Linked DNA regions of Mus musculus: all the other regions are linked to region 3. A link is a contact called in public ChIA-PET and HiChIP or PLAC-seq data. All regions are on one chromosome and are shown on one strand. The core of a region is the stretch at or near the end of the contact, and the rest is flanking DNA. Distances in the headings are between cores, read along the strand shown. Region 1 holds the start of Trim15 (tripartite motif-containing 15). Region 2 holds the start of Nfkbil1 (nuclear factor of kappa light polypeptide gene enhancer in B cells inhibitor like 1). Region 3 holds the start of A930015D03Rik (RIKEN cDNA A930015D03 gene).

Region 1 (3,760 bases), core at 307-2,806, 870 kb before region 3:
AAGGGACATTATTGGGAAACCGGGTATTTTGAATACTGACAGTAAACTCACTAATAGATTGCTAAAGTTCTTTAAATTATATAGTTTTTATTATTACTGTGTATATGTGTGTATGTGTGTGCATGTGTAGGTGTGTGTGCATGTGTATATATGTGTGTGCATGTGTGCATGTGTAGGTGTGTGTGTGTGTGTGCGCGCGCTTGCGCGCTCGTATTCTGGCATAAATGTAGAAATCAAAGGACAACTTTGTGGAGTGAGTTCTTGCCTTCAACCATGTTGGTCCCAGGGCTAGAACTCAGGTCTTTGGCTTGGCAGCAGTTGCTTTTACCTGATGCGGCATCACACCGGCCCATGTTAAATTTTTTAATGACACCGTGGTTGTGTGGATGAATTCCTCACTCTGAGGAGATATATGTTGTATTTATGGAAGAGAGAGCAGATGGCCCAATACTTACAAAATTCAAAAATGCACAAAGGCATTCATGCCACTATTTCTCCACACTATCAATAAATTTGAATGTTTCTCATAATAAGGGTGAGAAAAATATTATAAGACAAAAAGTAAATATTAGTAGTATATTTAAGTTAGTCCAATGTTTCCAAAAATATTTTTGAGCATAGAGTCAACATGAAATACTAGCGATATATCACATGTCTCTGTAGTGATGTGAAATCGTTTATACAAACAGCACATCTCAGCCAGGGCCGACCACATATAATTAGACAGCTGTTCTAAGGATGCATTGTCAAGTGGGAAGGTAGGGCAGGAAGAAGGGGTGTGTGAAACATGAAAATAGGTGGGATAAAAAGACCTGGTGAGCACGAGGGTCTGGCTTTGTCCACAGGGCAGGTGAATGCCTAGGGATCCTGGCAGCTTGTCCACAGGGCAGGAGAATGCCCAGGGACCCTGGCGGCTTGATCTCTGACCCAGTTTTGGGAAGAGCTGGAATCCAAATACCCCAATGCCTTCTGTCTTGTGGCTGTCAAACTCTCTGATCCTTAGAAATCCTCTTTGCCTTTCAATTTGTATCTCTTTCTCCACACTTGTCCCAATGAGTTGTTATTAAATTGGTTGTTCTGGAGTAATTTCTTGGGGTGGTGGTGGTGGTGGTGGAGGTGGTGGTGAGTGCATATTGCCAGACGAGGGGAACGTGCATTTGGGCTCGAAATTCGAGGTCAGTCTCAACATCACAGGCTGGACTCTGATGCCACTGCCAGCCTCCTAGCCTGAACTATGGCTCTCACCTGCCCAGCGTGACAGGAAGCGGCTCCTCCCCAATGGCCTCACCTCTCTGTAGCCAAGAGATTCCAGGAAACCCCATTTCCAAGTGACCTCATGATGCAATACGCTGCTCCCCACCCAAGGGACCGAAGGCGACAGGAGTGGAGAGCTAGGTCACCTGCCTGCCCCTGGGAAACGCTGGGTAGTCAAGACGCCCTGGAGTTTGGACCTGCTTAGCTGCTGGGTTCTGGGCGTGGCAGCCAGGTGACCTCGCTGAGCTGACATTCCTGCCTTTCTTTCAGCCTCCGATTCCTTTGCTTCTGTGACAGTGACGCACTTAAAAGTGACTCAGTTTCAGGGAAAGGAAATTGGAGTGGACCGAGTCAGAAGACTGTGGACAGGCAGGGGAAGGCACGGTGATGCCCTCAACCCGGTCCCTGCGGGGACTTCACCAAGTAGCCTGTCCTGTCTGCACCCGACCCTTGCAGGATGCGGTGACCACAGCCTGCGGACACACTGTCTGCCTACTCTGCCTCCCGCGCACCCCAATGGGAGCCCAGCTGCTGTGCCCTCTCTGTCAGGGGGCAGAAGAGGAGAAAATCCAGGCCGCAGTGGCCCCGGTGTCCCTAGGTCCCCTGAGCGAGACCTACTGTGAAGAGCACGGAGAGAAGATCTATTTCTTCTGTAAGACAGACGCGGAGCTGCTCTGCGTGTTCTGCAGGGAGGGCCCCGCCCACCAGGCACACACTGTGGGGTTCCTGGATGAAGCCATCCAACCCTACAGGGTAAGGAGCTGAGGCGCTGCTTCGTGGGGGCAGGATGGTGACCTGATGTGGGTGAGTGAAGGAAAAGGGATAGAGATTTACTGTCTAAAATCCTCTCAGTCCTCCTCTTTGCTCCTGGTTTCCCTGCGGGCACATACACCTTACTTACCACACACTTTCTATCTCCATAGTGCCACCCAACCCAATTCTTGCCCTAAATGGTGATACAATGAAGGTCAAGGATTAGGACTCTTGTCAGTTTGAATCTCTCAGCCTCGGTGGTGTGTCCACAACATAGCACACGGTATTTGCCAGTGGGATTATTCACCGACCCTCTGCTTTCTTTTTTCTGACAGGATCGTCTCAGGAGTCGGTTAGAAGCTCTAAGAATGGAGAGGGACAAGATAGAAGATAGGAAATGTCAAGAAGACCAGAAGCTCCAGGAGGTTCTGGTAAAGATCACACACACACCTATGGCTGTCTGTTCCTTTGTTCCAGTTTGTTTGTTTAGGTACAGAGTCTCATGTAGCTCAAACTGGCCTCAAAGTCACTACTTAGCGGATCCTATTTTCTCTGCCCCCACAGGTGCTGGAATTACAGGCATGTGCCACCATCCTAACATGTTGGGTAGCTAGCTCAGTATGAACAGTGGTTGCGTAGAATACATGGAGCCCTATATTCAATACTCAGCACTGAATAGGAGTGTTCTATAATTGCAGCACTTGGGTGATGGAGTTAAGAGCGTCAAAAGCTCAATGTCATCTTTGACTTCATTGTGAATTGAGTTTGAGGCCAGCCTAGAATGCATAAGACATGGACATGTATCTCAAGAAAAAAAATAAATTACAACAGTTATTCATGAGTCTAAAGAAGACATAGTAGTTAGTTTTGTGTGGTTAGTTTTGTTGTTGTTTTTGTTTGTTTGCCAAATTGACTCAAGCAAGGGTCATCTGGGAAGAGGGAACCCTTCCTAAATGAGGAATTGAAAACAAAAAATCAGCCGAGAAAAACATTTCTTTCAGATTGGCTGTATGTGGTAAGTCTGTGAGACATCGTGATTATTGATTTGGGAGCATCCAGCCTACACTGGGTCCGTGGTCCTAACAATCTAAGCAAGCAGGCTGAGCATGCCACGGAGAACCTGCTGTTTCTTCACAGCCTCTGCCTCTGGGCTCCTGTTTGAGTTCCTGCTCTGGGTTCTCTCAGTGATGCACTGAGATGTGAAAGTAGAAAATGAAATAAATCCTTTCCTCCTCAACTTGGTTTTTGCCAACGTTCTATCATAGCACAGAGAAGAAAACTAAAACAGTAGAATATTATAGCTATGAAAGGATTTTTTTTTAAGTTAAGTGTGACTCTAAAGAGTTCCATATGATATTGTTACAATCTCTGGCTAAGACAACAGCTCAGAGCTCATCATCTGCAAGTGTATCTTGGGATCTATCTCTTTCTACCATTGTATTATTTAAAGAAATGAGTCCTGTAATGGCTTACTCCTGTCTCTTAATAAGTACACAGATGATCCTTATGGGAGCCAGTTCTGAGCCTCCCCCATATCCTCACAGATGCAGGTTGAAAGCAAAAAGCATCAGGTAGAAGCTGCTTTTGAAAGGCTGAAGCGGGAGCTTGTGGACCAGAGATGCCTCCTGCTGAACAGGCTGGAGGAACTAGAACGGCAGATCTGCAAGGAGAGGGAAGAGTACATCAGCAAAGTCTCCCAGGAGGTCGACCGGCTGAGTACCCAGGTGGAGGAGCTAGAGGAGAAGTGTCAGCA
Region 2 (3,296 bases), core at 229-2,728, 760 kb after region 3:
ACCGATTTGCACCTGGGTGGGGCCATCCCTGTCCCCCTCAACTCACCGCCTGCTGCTTGCTCTGAAACTCCTGTTCCCGCTCCCTGCGGTATTGCTCCACCTCCATTTGAGCCTCCTCCTTCGCCTGCTTCAGTCGCCGGGCCTTCCCTAGAGGCAGAAGGACAGTGAGTGTACACACACACACACACACAACCAGGTGCGTTAGTGGGATCAGTGCCCTCTAGAAAGTTATCCAGTTTCCTGTCAACCAACCAAATGCTAGACTGTAAAACCCACCCGTTTCTTCTACCCTAATAGCCTCAGTCCCCCATCTGTCCTCATTGTCCTTGGGCTTTTTTTTCCTAAGGACTCAAATGCCCGCTATCCCCTATTCCTAAATTCTCCTTCCATATTCCTAAGAGAGGAAAGGGGGGCTCACTCTTCCTGGCATCGGCCACCTTCTCCGCTGCCCGCTTCTCAGCCTGGAGGAGCTGCTGGATACCCTGGGTCTGACTGGCCATTTTTATCACTAGAGAGGATGCTGTTCCGAAGGCGACCGAGGTACCAGACGGCTCCCACCCTCCAGCGCCTACTCCTCCGGGCCCTTGATGCGGTCCTCCACTCCCACTGGGTCTTAGCGCTCCCGTTTTCACTCAGTCTCCTGCACCGGGTGGGTGTCTGTCATCCTCACACTGATGACTGGTCCTCCTCTCGAACCTCACTGAGGTAGTACCCGAAACGGCCGCCCGAGGGCAGCAGAGACCAGCCCTGTGCTGACTACTGCAGCAGGTGCAGGGCCTCTCCGTGTCACCAGGGTCCACAGAGATGGGTCTGGGGGAAGCGGAGGGCAGAGTGTTTGGGTGTGAGGAGATCTTGGTTGGTGGTCTCGAAGGAGACACAAAGGCGATGAGAATGGTGTGGGAAGGTAAGGATGCGCTTGGACACAGTACGCTGGGTTTCACTTACACTCCCAACTGTGTCTCCACGCCTCCCTCCGCCCTTACCCCCTCTTTTCAGCCTCCATCTTCTCTTCAGACTTTCCCCCCAAATCTGAACGTCTGCACACATCTCCCTGCTCTGTCCTACGTTTGCCTTGTTAGTGTCTAACCATGTGTTTTTCTTTTTTGATCTACCCATATACTTGGCCTCATTGTGGTTGTGTGGTGTGTGTGTGATTATGTGTGTGTGTGTGAGATTGTGTGTGTGTGTTTCGAGACAGGGATTCTCTCTGTAGTCCTGGCTGTCGCTGCAGCTCGCCCTATAGACCAGGCCTGCCTCTGCCTCTGCCTCCCTTCGAAAGCTCGCCTCTCATCTTCCGCTTGCAGGAGGACCCTATGTCGCAAATTGTCTTATTTCCCCTCCGGAGACCTAATCACAAGTCACCCAGTCCGAGCGTTCGGTACGATTTCCGGGATGGAACACACAGTTCATTTCCGCCCGAAACTTGCGCGTGTGCTTGCGCCATTTCCTGCATCCTGGCGCGCCTCCTCCCTCCCCACCTCCCTTCTCCGAGCGTCTTAAGCCCAGGCCTCCGGCCTCCGTCTCTGAGGGTCCTTGGGGGGGCGGGGAGCAGGTCTGATGAGTAACCCCTCCCCCCAGGCCCCAGAGGAAGAAGCCTCTACGTCTGTCTGTCGGGTACATTATATTCCATTTCTAGATCGCTCTTTGAATTTGTGACTTTTCTCCAGATTTGTGGCTAATGAAAATTGCCCCCATCTGGCCTTACTTGATTTTTGTTGTTGTTGTTGTTGTTTCCCTCCAAAGTTCAGAATTAACTTTTTTCTTGGGCTCTGGAACCTTAAAACAACTATGTATCATTTTCTCAAAAATTACATCAAAAATTAACTCTGTGATTCCCCCCTCCCCACCAGCCCCCAACTCCAACCCCATCCCCACCCTCCGCCCCAAACTTGCCATCTGCTAAGGGATGAGAGTTTAGAATAGGCCTTATCTCTTGCTGGAGATGCAAGGGGGAGGAAATAGGAGGTAAAGGGAGAAACGGGGAAGAGCGGAGCTGGGACCTCACCGCTGCCATTTCCCACTTCTTCCTCAGCCCCAGAGTTGTTCCATGGCCTCCGCTTCCCGCCGGCACCGCCGAGAGCGACGCTTCCGGCGGTACTTGTCTGCAGGACGGCTGGTGCGAGCCCAGGCTCTCCTCCAGCGACATCCCGGGCTTGATGTGGACGCTGGGCAGCCCCCGCCTCTCCACAGGGCCTGCGCCCGCCACGATGCCCCTGCCCTGTGCCTGCTGCTGCGTCTCGGCGCTGACCCTGCCCACCAGGACCGCCATGGCGACACGGCGCTGCACGCTGCTGCCCGCCAGGGCCCTGATGGTGAGTGGGTCCGTGGGAACTGGTCTTGAGAAGCTGGCCAGATCTGAACTGAAAGAATGCGTGGGAAATAAAGGCCTGGTGTGGTGGCGCAGGTCTTTTGACTCTGGGCAAGCAGAGGCAGGAGAATCTCTCTAAGTATGTAGCCTACACAGTGAGCTCCAAGACTACAGAGAGACCCTGTATCATACAACAAAATAGTTGGGAAATAAGTTAGTTCTTTGGTCCTTGGGAACTGTTGAAGATCCCTGGTTGGGATGTGGCCATATCTCTCTAGTAACAGAAAAGCTTATCCTAACATCGCCCAATCAACTAAGGGGTGTGTGCTAGCATGGTGTGATTGTTTGTTTGTTTGAAGATTTATTTATTTTATGTATATGAGTACACACTGTAGCAGTACGGATAGTTGTGAGTCTTCATCTGGTTGTTCGGAATTGAATTTTAGGGCAACCGCACTCTCTCCTGCCCATATTTATTATTATAAATAAGTACACTGTAGCTGACTTCAGACGTGCCAGAAGTGGGCGTCAGATCTCACGACAGATGGTTGTGAGCCACCATGTGGTTGCTGGGATTTGAACTCAGGACCTTCAGAAGGGCAGTCAGTGCTCTTACCCACTGAGCCATCTCACCAGCCCGATTGTTTTTGTTTTTGAGTCAGGGTCTTACCGAGTCTCTCAGGCTGGCCTCTGCATCCCAAGTGCTGAGGTTGTAGGCATGTGTCTCCCACACCCAGCCGCATAGCTCGCAACTCTTTCTTTACATTTCCTAGCTTTCAGCTCAGTGACTACTTTGTTTCTTTGATGGTTTTTTACCTTGCAGTTGACTGCTCAGGTCAGATCCCAGCTCCACTCACCCCACCCCCACCCCCTTAATTTTGCTTCTCTCCTTGCATAATCAAAACAATGGCAACCTTGTAATAATGCCACAAACACCTTACAAAGTATCCATGCTTTGTCACATGATCAGCTGGGCCGGCCAGAGGAC
Region 3 (3,444 bases), core at 616-3,115:
CCAAACTCTCTGTAATCACACTAACCAAGGACCCCAGCACGTGATTTGTCTCTCAAGGCCTTACACTTCTCCGTCAATTCTTAGCCACCTCTGTTAATAGTCTTGTTATTAACAAGATAGTCAATAACAACCACTCAGTAGGCCTCTGAGACCTTAGCACAAGTGACTCCATGATGGAAGTGCCATTCAGGATGTAAAACTCAGCACCAAGACAGTATCCCCCGGACAAAATGAAAACAAAGACTTAATCCATCAAAGTCTGTAGTTCTGGGGAAATGTCTAAATGTACTAACATTGCTGTCTGCTTCTGGATAACTGTTCTTGTTAACTCAAGTATGTCAACCCAGAACATGGTTTTTGGTGTTTAAAAGTTCACTCGGGGGGGGGGGGTATGGGGGACCTTTGGGATAGCATTGAAAATGTAAACGAGGAAAATACCTAATAAAAAAAAAACAATAAAAAAAAAGTTCACTCAGAGAAAGACTCGGGGACACTGGGAGCCTGGACACTCAGTGTCACCCCCAGCCAGCTACTAAAGACTTTCTAGTGGCTTAAACCCATGTCTGAGCAATCTTCTCGGGCGGATAATACCATCTGTATTTTCCCTGCTGTGTACGGACATGCTATGAACTACCAGCACCAAATTTCAACTCAGCAAGAATGTGATCTGGGCTAGCAACTTTCATTAAACAATGTTTCCTGTGACCACCCAGGATCCAATGTATGAATATTTTTGCCTGCATGCAGCCACCAGTGCTGGACACTGAACCTGGGTCCTCTGGAAGAGCAGCCGGTGCTCTTACCTGCTGAGCCCTCTCTCCAGCCCTGCTTATTAGACTTCTAACACATCAAGAACTTCATTTCAACCAGACATGGTGGCGAATGCCTTTAATCCTAGCGTTCAATAGGCAAAGGCAGACAGAGTCCAGGCCAGACCCTACTACATAGCAAGACCGCCCCCCCCCCAGTCCCCCCCCCTCCAAAAAAAAAAAAAACCAATATCGAGTTCTCTGAGTAACTGGCTTAATCTCTTCCATGGCTCATTCATCCTGACCTCACAGAAATCCACCTCCTGAATGCTGGCATTAAAGGAGTGAGACACCGTGCCTACCACCATTCCCTTTATAAGGTGTGAAGAGTGGAGACCAGAGGACAACTGTATCTTTCCTAACACAGCCTCCATTTTTTTTTCCTCTAAGACTCACTACTTAGGCTACTGCGGTTCACCGAGTAGTCCCGAGTAGTCCCGGGGATCGGCCTGTCTTCCTCCCAGCTGGGTTTTCATAACAAGCCACCACGCTCACATTTTTAAAGCGATTTCCGATGATCAACCTCGGAGGTCCTGTGCTACAAAGCAAGCTCTTTACCGATTAAGCAACCTCCGCGGCCCTAAACAATGTGTTTTAACACACCACGTTATATATTTCAAACGTGTGCAATTTTTGTCACTTACACCTAAATAAATAAAGCTGGGGAAATTAAAATCTAATGAGGGCCGGGCATGGTGGTGCAGGTCTTTATTTCCAGCACTCCGTAGGCCTAGGCAGATAGATCTGGGTTCGAGGCCAGCCTAGTCAACAGATCGAGCTCCAGGAAAGTCAGGGCTACACAGAGAAAACCTGTCCTGAAATGAATGAATAAATCTACTAAGTAAGCTTAGTTGAGCCGAGAAAATTAAAATGAAAAATACTATAGTAGGCGCTTCAAGTTGCGAAGGCTTGACGATTGTACGCTTTTCTAGATTTGATAACCGACATTTCTGACCAAAACAAACAAACAGCGACTTTAAAAGGTTTTCGTGGGCTTACCGTTTGAGGAAGAGACATGGCGAAACCGGTCTGCGACGCCGGACTAGACGCAAAGCCAAGCCCACGGGCGAAACACATCCGTCTTCTTCACCCGTTGGGTGGGACTTCCGCTATCAAGGCTCCACCTTCTTAAAGGTTCCCCAAAAACCGCTAGCAGCTGGGGACCGACCGTTCAAACACTTGAACCTATGGGGGACCATTTCACCCAAAGAATGGACTGTCAGATGGTATTAGAAATTATCTCGAGCTGGCCGTGGTGGCACACACCTTTAATCCTAACACTCGGCACTAGGCAGGCAGGTTGGTGTCTGAGTTCGAGGCCAGCCTGGTCTACAGAGTGAATTCCAAGACAGCCAGGGCTACACAGAGAAACCCTGTCTCAAAAAATAAAACCAAATAAATAAATAAATAAATAAATAAATAAATAAATAAATAAATAAATAAATAAATAAATAAATGACTTTTTCCAACCATTGAAATCTGCTACGAGTAGAAGAACGAAGCTAAACGGTTTCAAAACAGCAGCAACGCAATAGCTCTAAGATAATTTTTATTTGTGGTATGAGATAAGGTCTTGTTATTTAGCCCAGGATAGCCTATCTGTTCACAGCAATCCTCTTGTCTCAGCCTGAAAAGCTGGGGTTAAAGGGGTGCACCACAGCCCAGCTCCATCGAACGTCGCGCGACGTCAGGGTTTCCTCTGCGCAGCCATGACGCATCTTGACCAGCAGGTGGCACTGCGGAGTCGCAGGTGCGGTGGACCGACCCTTTACCCAAGGCTGTGGGGATCTTGAGTTCCAAGTGTTTTTCCTGCTGTTGCAGCTACTCATTACTTACTACCTACTGATACATAATATTTCAACATAAAGATGAGCTGTAGCCGCACAGCTATCTGAACGTCACCACCAGTTATAGGCTGTTGTGAGCTGCTGGGTGTGAATGCTAGAAACCCTGGAAGAGAATCAAGTGCTCCTAAATTGCTGAGCCTTCTCTCCACCCCATAGCCAAATTACTTGACAATTACATCCTTATTCCAATGCCTGCACCTCTATCCGCTATATGGGGCCTTCAAGCTCATCTCTTCAATGGGTCCACTGCACCACAATGTTCAATGCCACCCTGACCCTGCCCACCCCCCACCCCCAACCCAATTACCTTCAACCTCCATCGTCTTCCTCTGGGCCTTCTCTCCTCCCTCCCCTTTACATTCCTGGTTTTCTCTAACTGGCTTACTCCTCTTCCCAGACAAGAAGTAAGACGCCTGCAAATTCTCCTCTCTTCCTACACAGGTTCTCAGCTTACACTACACTCTGAAGATGACCTATTCCTCTCCTCCCACCTCTATGCTGATGGTGCCCAATGTCTCCAGCCAGCATCTCTTCCCCAAGCTGTGCTTGCATATACTGTCTGCATATATTGTCTCTGGAGATCGCCCATAACAAACATGCCAAACTAGAGCCATGCTACACTCTGTTCCCTTACTCTACAACTCCATCACCAACACACACACACACACACACACACACACACACACACACACACACGAGAGAGAGAGAGAGAGAGAGAGAGAGAGAGAAGCAATCCAACAGCCTGTCCATCTATCAAACAGTCAAACAGTCTTTCCCCCACTGTTTCT

What was found. ChIA-PET counts read pairs in DNA pulled down with a chosen protein or histone mark. HiChIP or PLAC-seq counts read pairs in DNA pulled down with a chosen protein or histone mark.
Region 1: a FOXA1 HiChIP or PLAC-seq map of pancreatic cancer cells shows a contact between it and region 3. The contact joins the promoter of Trim15 here to the promoter of A930015D03Rik in region 3. A contact is called at or near these places in 2 of 39 promoter capture datasets (cranial neural crest and hippocampal neurons) and 1 of 115 datasets of contacts at active chromatin or transcription factors (pancreatic cancer cells).
Region 2: a contact with region 3 is called in an RNA polymerase II ChIA-PET map of memory CD8 T cells, with 6 read pairs. The contact joins the promoter of Nfkbil1 here to the promoter of A930015D03Rik in region 3. A contact is called at or near these places in 4 of 39 promoter capture datasets (the HPC-7 cell line, cranial neural crest, hippocampal neurons and 1 more), 1 of 484 Hi-C or Micro-C datasets (B cells) and 1 of 115 datasets of contacts at active chromatin or transcription factors (memory CD8 T cells).

What each region holds. Positions count from the first base shown.
Region 1 is chr17:36,864,983-36,868,742 of GRCm38.p6, reverse strand. It overlaps Trim15 (tripartite motif-containing 15), which reads left to right and starts at 1,556. Exons shown (of 7, transcript NM_001024134.2): 1 at 1,556-2,007; 2 at 2,343-2,438; 3 at 3,552-3,760. The coding sequence starts at 1,642.
Region 2 is chr17:35,233,968-35,237,263 of GRCm38.p6, reverse strand. Nfkbil1 (nuclear factor of kappa light polypeptide gene enhancer in B cells inhibitor like 1) reads left to right here and starts at 1,478. Exons shown (of 4, transcript NM_010909.5): 1 at 1,478-1,614; 2 at 2,033-2,312. The coding sequence starts at 1,558. Atp6v1g2 (ATPase, H+ transporting, lysosomal V1 subunit G2) reads right to left here and starts at 668. Exons shown (of 3, transcript NM_023179.3): 1 at 419-668; 2 at 47-147. The coding sequence starts at 500.
Region 3 is chr17:35,992,925-35,996,368 of GRCm38.p6, reverse strand. A930015D03Rik (RIKEN cDNA A930015D03 gene) reads right to left here and starts at 1,865. Exons shown (of 2, transcript NR_015618.2): 1 at 1,809-1,865.